Linked DNA regions of Zea mays: region 1 is linked to region 2. The links are chromatin contacts, called in public Hi-C maps. All regions are on one chromosome and are shown on one strand. Each heading gives the region's core, a stretch centred on a gene start, on an enhancer-like site or on the middle of the called end of the contact. The rest is flanking DNA. Distances are from core to core; before and after follow the strand shown. Region 1 holds the start of LOC100282966 (Chaperone DnaJ-domain superfamily protein). Region 2 holds the start of LOC100281846.

The links. Hi-C and Micro-C count contacts between places; a contact is called where the count stands out from the background.
Region 1: a contact with region 2 is called in a Hi-C map of ear, with 3 times the contacts expected there. The contact joins the promoter of LOC100282966 here to the promoter of LOC100281846 in region 2. A contact is called at or near these places in 2 of 25 Hi-C or Micro-C datasets (ear and tassel).

What each region holds. Positions count from the first base shown.
Region 1 is chr1:37,050,551-37,054,336 of Zm-B73-REFERENCE-NAM-5.0, forward strand. LOC100282966 (Chaperone DnaJ-domain superfamily protein) reads left to right here and starts at 2,288. Exons shown (of 9, transcript NM_001155871.2): 1 at 2,288-2,546; 2 at 3,678-3,768. The coding sequence starts at 2,458. It also overlaps the pseudogene LOC103644560.
Region 2 is chr1:36,918,691-36,922,504 of Zm-B73-REFERENCE-NAM-5.0, forward strand. It overlaps LOC100281846, which reads left to right and starts at 1,547. Exons shown (of 3, transcript NM_001411928.1): 1 at 1,547-1,780; 2 at 1,919-1,964; 3 at 2,929-3,496. The coding sequence starts at 1,640. The coding sequence ends at 3,113.

The sequences.
Region 1 (3,786 bases), core at 1,038-3,537, 130 kb after region 2:
GCTGCTGGTGAAATTGCTGCTGAATTACAAGGTACTCCAGACTTCATAATTGGAAACTACAGTGATGGAAATCTTGTGGCATCGTTGCTATCTTACAAGATGGGAATTACCCATGTATGCCCTGTTAATCATACTTGAGGTCTTACATTTGTTTCGTTACTAACCATATATGCATGGTCCTTGCAGTGCAACATTGCTCATGCTCTGGAAAAGACTAAGTATCCAGATTCAGACATATTTTGGAAGAATTTTGATGAGAAGTACCATTTCTCCTGTCAGTTCACTACTGATATAATTGCTATGAACAATGCTGATTTTATCATCACCAGCACATACCAAGAAATTGCTGGAAGGTTTTTATTCTGTTTCCGTCTTGTTGGCCACTGTAGATTTCTTCTGGGACTTAGCATTCACCAATTAATTTGCATGCACACTGAATCATGTTTACCTCGCTCATGCATATACTGTTCTGATGTTAAGTTACTGTATTGATTGTAATTATGGTAACATGCAATCCATGCTTTTTCATGCATTAATCTTGCATGGACTGTGATCACATATGGATAATAGCTATTCTTAATTTTCTACAAGACGCTCATATATATACTTATTCTAATTTTTTTCTCAGCAAAAATATTGTTGGACAGTATGAGAGTCATATTGCCTTTACTCCGAGTTGTCCATGGGATCGATGTCTTCGATCCAAAGTTCAATATAGTCTCTCCTGGAGCTGACATGTCCATATACTTTCCACATACCGAGAAGGCCAAGCGACTCACCTCTCCATGGTTCAATCGAAAATTTGATTTATGACCCGGAGCAAAACGATGAACACATGTGAGTACTTTCTGCTATCCTGCCTGGTCCTTTGAGGCCTTTTGGGTTGTGACATGGACGTCCTTCGCAGTATTCTCTTCTAATTCGATTCGAGCTTGGAAATTTCTGCTGATGATATTGTTATCACTAATTCGCAGTGGGCATCTGGATGACCGGTCAAAGCCCATCCTCTTCTCCATGGCAAGACTCGACAGGGTGAAGGACATAACAGGGCTGGTCGAAGCTTTTGCTAAGTGCGCTAAGCTGAGGGAGCTGGCAAACCTTGTTGTCGTTGCCGGGTACAATGATGTCAAGAAGTCCAAGGACAGGGAAGAGATCGCGGAGATAGAGAAGATGCATGAACTCATCAAGACCCACAAATTGTTCAGGCAGTTCCGCTGGATCTCTGCCCAGACAAACAGGGCCCGTAACGGTGAGCTCTATCGCTACATCGTTGATACCCATGGTGCTTTCGTACAGGTGTATATATATGGCTCTGGATTACAATCTAGATTATATAGAGGTTTCATTCCATACCTGGCATATGTATGGTCCGGTCGTTGTCCAGCAACAGCGGCTTACGTACCGACTTTAATCTTGGCATGTTAACTACAACCGACCTTCTATGAAGCGTTCGGTCTCACTGATATAGCTGAATATTTGATTTAATATGTAGGCAATGTGATACTGTCCATACTACAGTAATGAGTTGTTTTATGTATTGCTAATACTTAACATAACTACCTCACATGTCTGATCTATTAATATGTGCATTGTATATGGTTTTTCTTTGCTATGTCCACATTCAGTTTTTTTTAAAATCTCATGAAATGAGACAATTAGTGTGGACATAGGATTGTATTTTGTTGGTTCTTGTTCTGATCTCCAGATATATTCTTGAACCATCCTTTTCCCCTTGTTAATAATTTCTATTTAGAGTCATTAATCTGGGACACCTGTAACATTATCAAGTTACTCCTTGTGCTGATGACTTTCTGTATTTTGATTTTTGCATGCTTAATGATATTGGTGTTACTCTAATGACTAGAAAATGGCATCGGATTTCCTGGGTACTTCTAGATTTGGGTTGATGCGACTTGGTTTGTCTATACAATTTATGTATGGATAGGATACCAAATGTATTAAGAAACCTTTTCTCATAGCAGTACCGTGGTATTATGTGTTTCCGTTGCAACGCACGGGCACTCAGCTAGTTCATAACAAAAGTAAAATTACATCACATACTCTAATTCAAAACTACAAAAAATATCTAACTAGTGTGGAATAAAGTGTGGTTTTAATGAATATATAAGGATCTTTTCATACCTGCCTTAAATGGTTCAAACTCGGCCCGATATATCGGATTGTGCCGATTTGACACTAAAATATTTTGAGCCATACCGTGACTGAGACGTGATTATGAGGCCCGACCCAAATATACACATCTAAACCCTCCGTGGCTCCGTCCGCCACCGACTCTATCCCGTTCCCTTCCGTCCCTCGTCACGCTCACGAAGCACGCTGTCGTCTTGCGGCTCTCGCCCGTCGCCCCCCGAGCCCCGAAACCAAAGCCGAGCCGAGAGCCCGAGCCCCGCCCCGACCTCATCTTCTCCTCGTCGGTTTCACCCCTCCACCACCTCCATGGGGTCGTCGGAGGCCGACGAGGACCAGCTCCTCAAGAGCTTCCTCGCGGAGGTCAGCGAGGCCGAGCGGGACAACGAAGTGCTGAGGTCTTCTTCCCCTCCCTCCCTTTCACATCTTCTCCACGGTTGTTCCTTTTCGTTGCGCATACTGTAGCTTCAGATCCCATCCATTTAGGATCTTTCATCTCTATTGTGTGGCCTAGTGGATGTAGCAATTGGCTGGGCGCCAAGTCTCGCTGAGATTTGGGGAACCCTTTAGCTCGAATGAACCCTAGGTTGCGTTTGTACGGTCGATCGCTTGTTCTAGTTGCTTCTGAGCCGTGCTAAGCGCGGGGCTTTTATTGTTAAGTGCACCAAAATTGTTATTTATTTCGTTGATGTGGAAATCCATGGCACAGTAAACTGGCTCCTGTCACTTCCTTATGCAATGGTTATATCCTGGTATAACCATGGAATGCACAGAATGCACGGTTTTGAGCGGTAGTTGGCGTTTGACTTAAGTAGCAGAGCATAGAATTGTTTAATTTTGGTTGGCAGGAGCTAGACCTTGGCAGTTGGATGACTGATCTAATGTTCGAATCTAAAGTTAAACTTTTCTAATTGTCTGAATGAATTGTGAATAATTGGCTCCTGTCACCTCCTTATGCAATGATTATTTCCTGGTATAACCATAGAATACACAGAATGCGCGGTTTTGAGTGGTCGTTGGTGTTTGAGTTAAGTAGCAGAGCATATAATTGTTCAATTTTGGTTGGCAGGAGCTAGACCTTGGCAGTCGGATGACTTATCTAATGTTCGAATTTAAAGATTTTTTTTTTCTAATTGTCTGAATGAATGAATTGTGAATACTGCTATGACCTCAATGTTATTTTTTTGTGAACTGCCATCATAGAGTTAAGTAGCCTTATAATATTATTGTTGATCCTTGTTTAGAAATCTTCCGTGTCTGGAATATCCTGTTTTTGGAAAAAAGTAACACCAAGTATTGAAGAAAGAGTAATACATGGACCTTCAACTTATACAATGATGCTTTTTTATGAGTTGAAATTGTATAGGGGTATTTTCTTTGCTACACAAATTAGGAGTTTTGTAATAGTATGTATATGGTAATTATGGAATATTTTCAATTGAAAGAAATGGATCAATTGAAATGTCATGCTATATGGTTATTTATTCTCAGCAATAGTTCCCTATCCTGACACATCCTAAATTTATCAGGATACTTGGTTGCTTCAAGTTAAACCCCTTCGAGCATCTTAAGTTGTCTTTTGATTCATCACCAGATGAGGTGAAAAAGCAATATAGGAAGGTATAAAGACATCGATTT
Region 2 (3,814 bases), core at 297-2,796:
TCCACGTTCCTTTCACAACCATCCACTTTAAGAATAAGTTCTCTGGTTTGAGATAAAAAAAAGTATAATATAGTCATTGAGTTCAGTAGTTGTTGTAACACCTTGGTCTTGGTGTATCGATTTATTGAGTAGTGAAAATTGTCCGTTATGAAAGTAAACAGTTAAGAAATTAAGTATAAGCAAGTAAAATTGAGATTATGAAGGGGGACAATATTAGGACTTCGCCTCTCGTGCCGGAGCGCAACAATCTTATGATTACGACCCTCTTTCACACTCCATATAAAAACAAGAGGATGTCCAGCACGCGAACCGACGTTTATCGTAGTCTCCTCTTCCATAAACTACTCACATACTCGTAGATTTGATATATCTCCTACACGATCGGTGAAGGCAAAGTAGGCTCGTCGCTCTACCTCGCTGTCTCCGTGTGGAGCTACATCGTTCTAATACCGAGATGTCGTCTAACTGGAAGGTATAATTAAGTTTAGTTACCAACGCAGCTTAGTGTCTACGTAAGGTTTATGTGCAAGGTGTCCTATAAAGTCCAACGCTTTCCAGCCAAATAAGATTCTACATCCATGCATGTTACAATACAAACGTGTCACGCCTGCGTACAAAGTGAAAGGCTGCTGGCTCGATCTGTCCCTCAGACGTGGCCGTGCATCCACTGGACAATTTGCTACGGCAGAGGAAACAAGATTTACACGAATTTGGTGCGATGTTCCGATCGTTCTAGAGTACCCAAGAGGCCAAGAGTCCGAAATGTAGACAATTAATACAATGTGCAGTGGTTGCCTGGTTTGGGACTAATAATAATAAGCTCTACGGTTACCAAGTCATCTCTCGATGACCATTCATATCCATCGAGACACTCAAACCGCTTCAGTTTGATCTGGCTTCTATAACATTTGAGTAAGCAGGACAGGTGGTGCAAAGACCTGGACGACTCGCATGTGCACGCGGTCAAATCTCATGTATTATATCAGCATCGGTTACGCACGGCATCATCAAGGCAGGAGCGCAAAGCCTACTAATCTCCGATGCATGCATGCCAGCGTCACCAACTCACCATGCCAGTGCATGCCAAAGCAGAGACGTAGGTCAGAGGGCTCCGAAAACGCAGCAGCCCAGCCCAACCACTTGTGCAGGCAGCCAGTGCCCCCGCTGCGATGGCAACTCTCTGTGACCATCGTGCGGGGATAAATCGCCACTGCACACCAACCCGCAATTAAGCAGGCAAAAAAATTTGGTTTCAGGTGTCTGCTACGGTACAATGCATGCCACGACGATGGTGCAGCTAGGTGAACTACGTACGACAAGCGTTTTCTTTTCTAGTTGCTGTTGCCGTATAGCTTTTGCTTCAAGAGCTGCGCAGCGCAGGGTGAGGTGACCATGCATGACAATGTTCCGATGTCCGCGTGTGATCCTGTGGTGCGGTGCGTGGCCTAAACTCCCAAGCGGATCCATCTTCATCAGCATGTATAAATAACCCCTGCGCGCGGTGCGGCCGGCGCCGACCGGAAAGAGACCAAATATTTCGCGCTCTGCCCAGCCAGCCTATCCACTCCAGCTCCACTTCTTCCCCGCACACCACAGTCACACGCGCAGTGCTAGACGACGAACACCAGAGGGCAGGCAGATGATGATGGCGTCCGTTCTCGCCGTCTCCCGGTGGTCGTCGCTGCTTCTCCCCCTCCTCCTCCTCCTCCTCCTCCTCCTGGTGGCGACGGCGTCGCAGGCCCTCAACGTCGGCGACCTGCTCGGGACAGCAGCGCCTTCGGTAAGGACCGTACCAGAGCGCGGAAGCGAGCCGAGTCTGAGCTTCTGTAAGTGCCTTTTCGTCTGAAGCTGATCGGTGTGTGCTTATTGCCGACCACCACCGTGCCCCTGCATGGACGGACTTGTGGTTTTTCCGCAGGGGAGCCAGGGCTGTAGCCGGACGTGCGAGTCGTCGTTCTGCATAGGTAATAAGCAAGTCACAACCAATCAATCCGTCTTCTTCCTTTTTCTCTCCAGCAGAAGCCGGTCCTGTTCATCTGTTCTTCATCAGGTGGGGTTGCTTTGCTGAGTTCCCATCGCCATGAGCGGACAGAACTTGCGTAGCATACAATTCTTCTTCTTCTTTCTTTCTTTTTTTTTCTTCTTCTTCTGGAGGTCAAGCGCTTACCTGAAGCCGACTGCTTTCCAGCTTCCATCAGTCGGGTACTCTACTCACTCACCAGCAAAAGGGTACTGTACTGACGCGCTTGCTTCTTTTTTTTTTCCCCCTTGTCCACCGTGTCCCTTGAAAACGAAAGTCCCGCCGCTGCTGAGGTACGGCAAGTACTGCGGGATCCTGTACAGCGGCTGCCCAGGCGAGAAGCCCTGCGACGCGCTCGACGCCTGCTGCATGGTCCACGACCACTGCGTCGACACCCACAACAGTACGCACTCTCCTAACTAAAGCCCATCATCTCCTCTTCCTTCTTCTGAAACCCAAAGCCCAGAGCAGCACGCCCTGCAGGTCTTCGCGAGCTGACGCGCCACCTAACACGATCTCAGACCAGTACAAGGGTACTGCCAGATAAGATTAGACAAAGCACGAGCATGCGGTGCACCGGCATGCACGCGCGCCCTTGACACAGCGAGCGAGACCGACCGTTGCGTCGGCACGCGCGTCGCGGCCAACCGACATGTGCGCGCCCGCGCCGGCGCGGCAGCCGGCAGTAGCGTGCATCGGTGGCGCATCATTGCGCGCCGGGGGGCTTCGTATCTGTGTGATAATCCGTTAGTATCTTCTCCGGGCTGTCGTCGAGCGCACTGATCGAATGAGTGTACAACGAGTGGTGGTCGCGGCGTACATGTGTCGCCTCGCCTCTCGCCTAGTCTGTGCGAGCTCCACTTTGCTTGCCGTTGACTGCTCTGATCGCCTTTTTGCCCCGCATGCAGATGACTACCTGAACACGCGGTGCAACGAGAACCTGCTGAGCTGCCTCGACGGGGTGAGCCCGGCGGGGCCGACGTTCCCGGGGAACGAGTGCGACGTCGGCCAGACGGCGTCCGTCATACGTGGGGTCATCGAGTCGGCGGTGCTCGCGGGCAAGATCCTTCACAAGCGCGACGACGGCCAGTAGCCGGCGTCCTGGCAGTGGCAGGACAGGAGCGGGCCGACCTGAGTCAGTGAGGCTAGCTCGCGGTTGGTACAGACAGTATAAAGCCGCTTGTGCTGGATTTCAAGGTTATGAACGGCCGGACCACCTGTTGGAGTTCGTTTACGTATTAGGTTTAGTTCATTTACTTTAAAATAAAATTTAGAATAAATGTCAAAGATTCGTCATGAATCTGAATTCGTCTTGTGCAACAAATTTAAAACTCAATCCATTAAACTCAAGTCAGATTTTGTTTTTTTAATCTTTTTATGTGTGGTTATCCTGAATATAATCTCCCTATATAATAGAGTTCCCTTTAAATGTCAATGAGAAACAATCAATCTACTGTAGGTTGAGGTTTTAGACAAGGGAATTCTTGGTCCTCCGCGATCTCAACCTCCTTCATCCCTCATATCTAGTTGACAACGACAACGGAAAAAGCGGTGTCTCCAAAATCTCGTTCCACCGAAGAACGTGCACGGGTTGGAACATATCGGGTTTTGGGACAGCGATCACGTGACTACTCTGAGACAGAACCTCCCAAGTTATTAGGTCCACCTACAGTTGTCCTTGTCCATTGGACCTCAGACAACCCTGCAGGTGCACCTAATTACTTGACAAGTTTGGTATCTGAATTCTTTACCTTGCCCAAGAGCGTTTCACCCATCACGCAGATATTACAACAC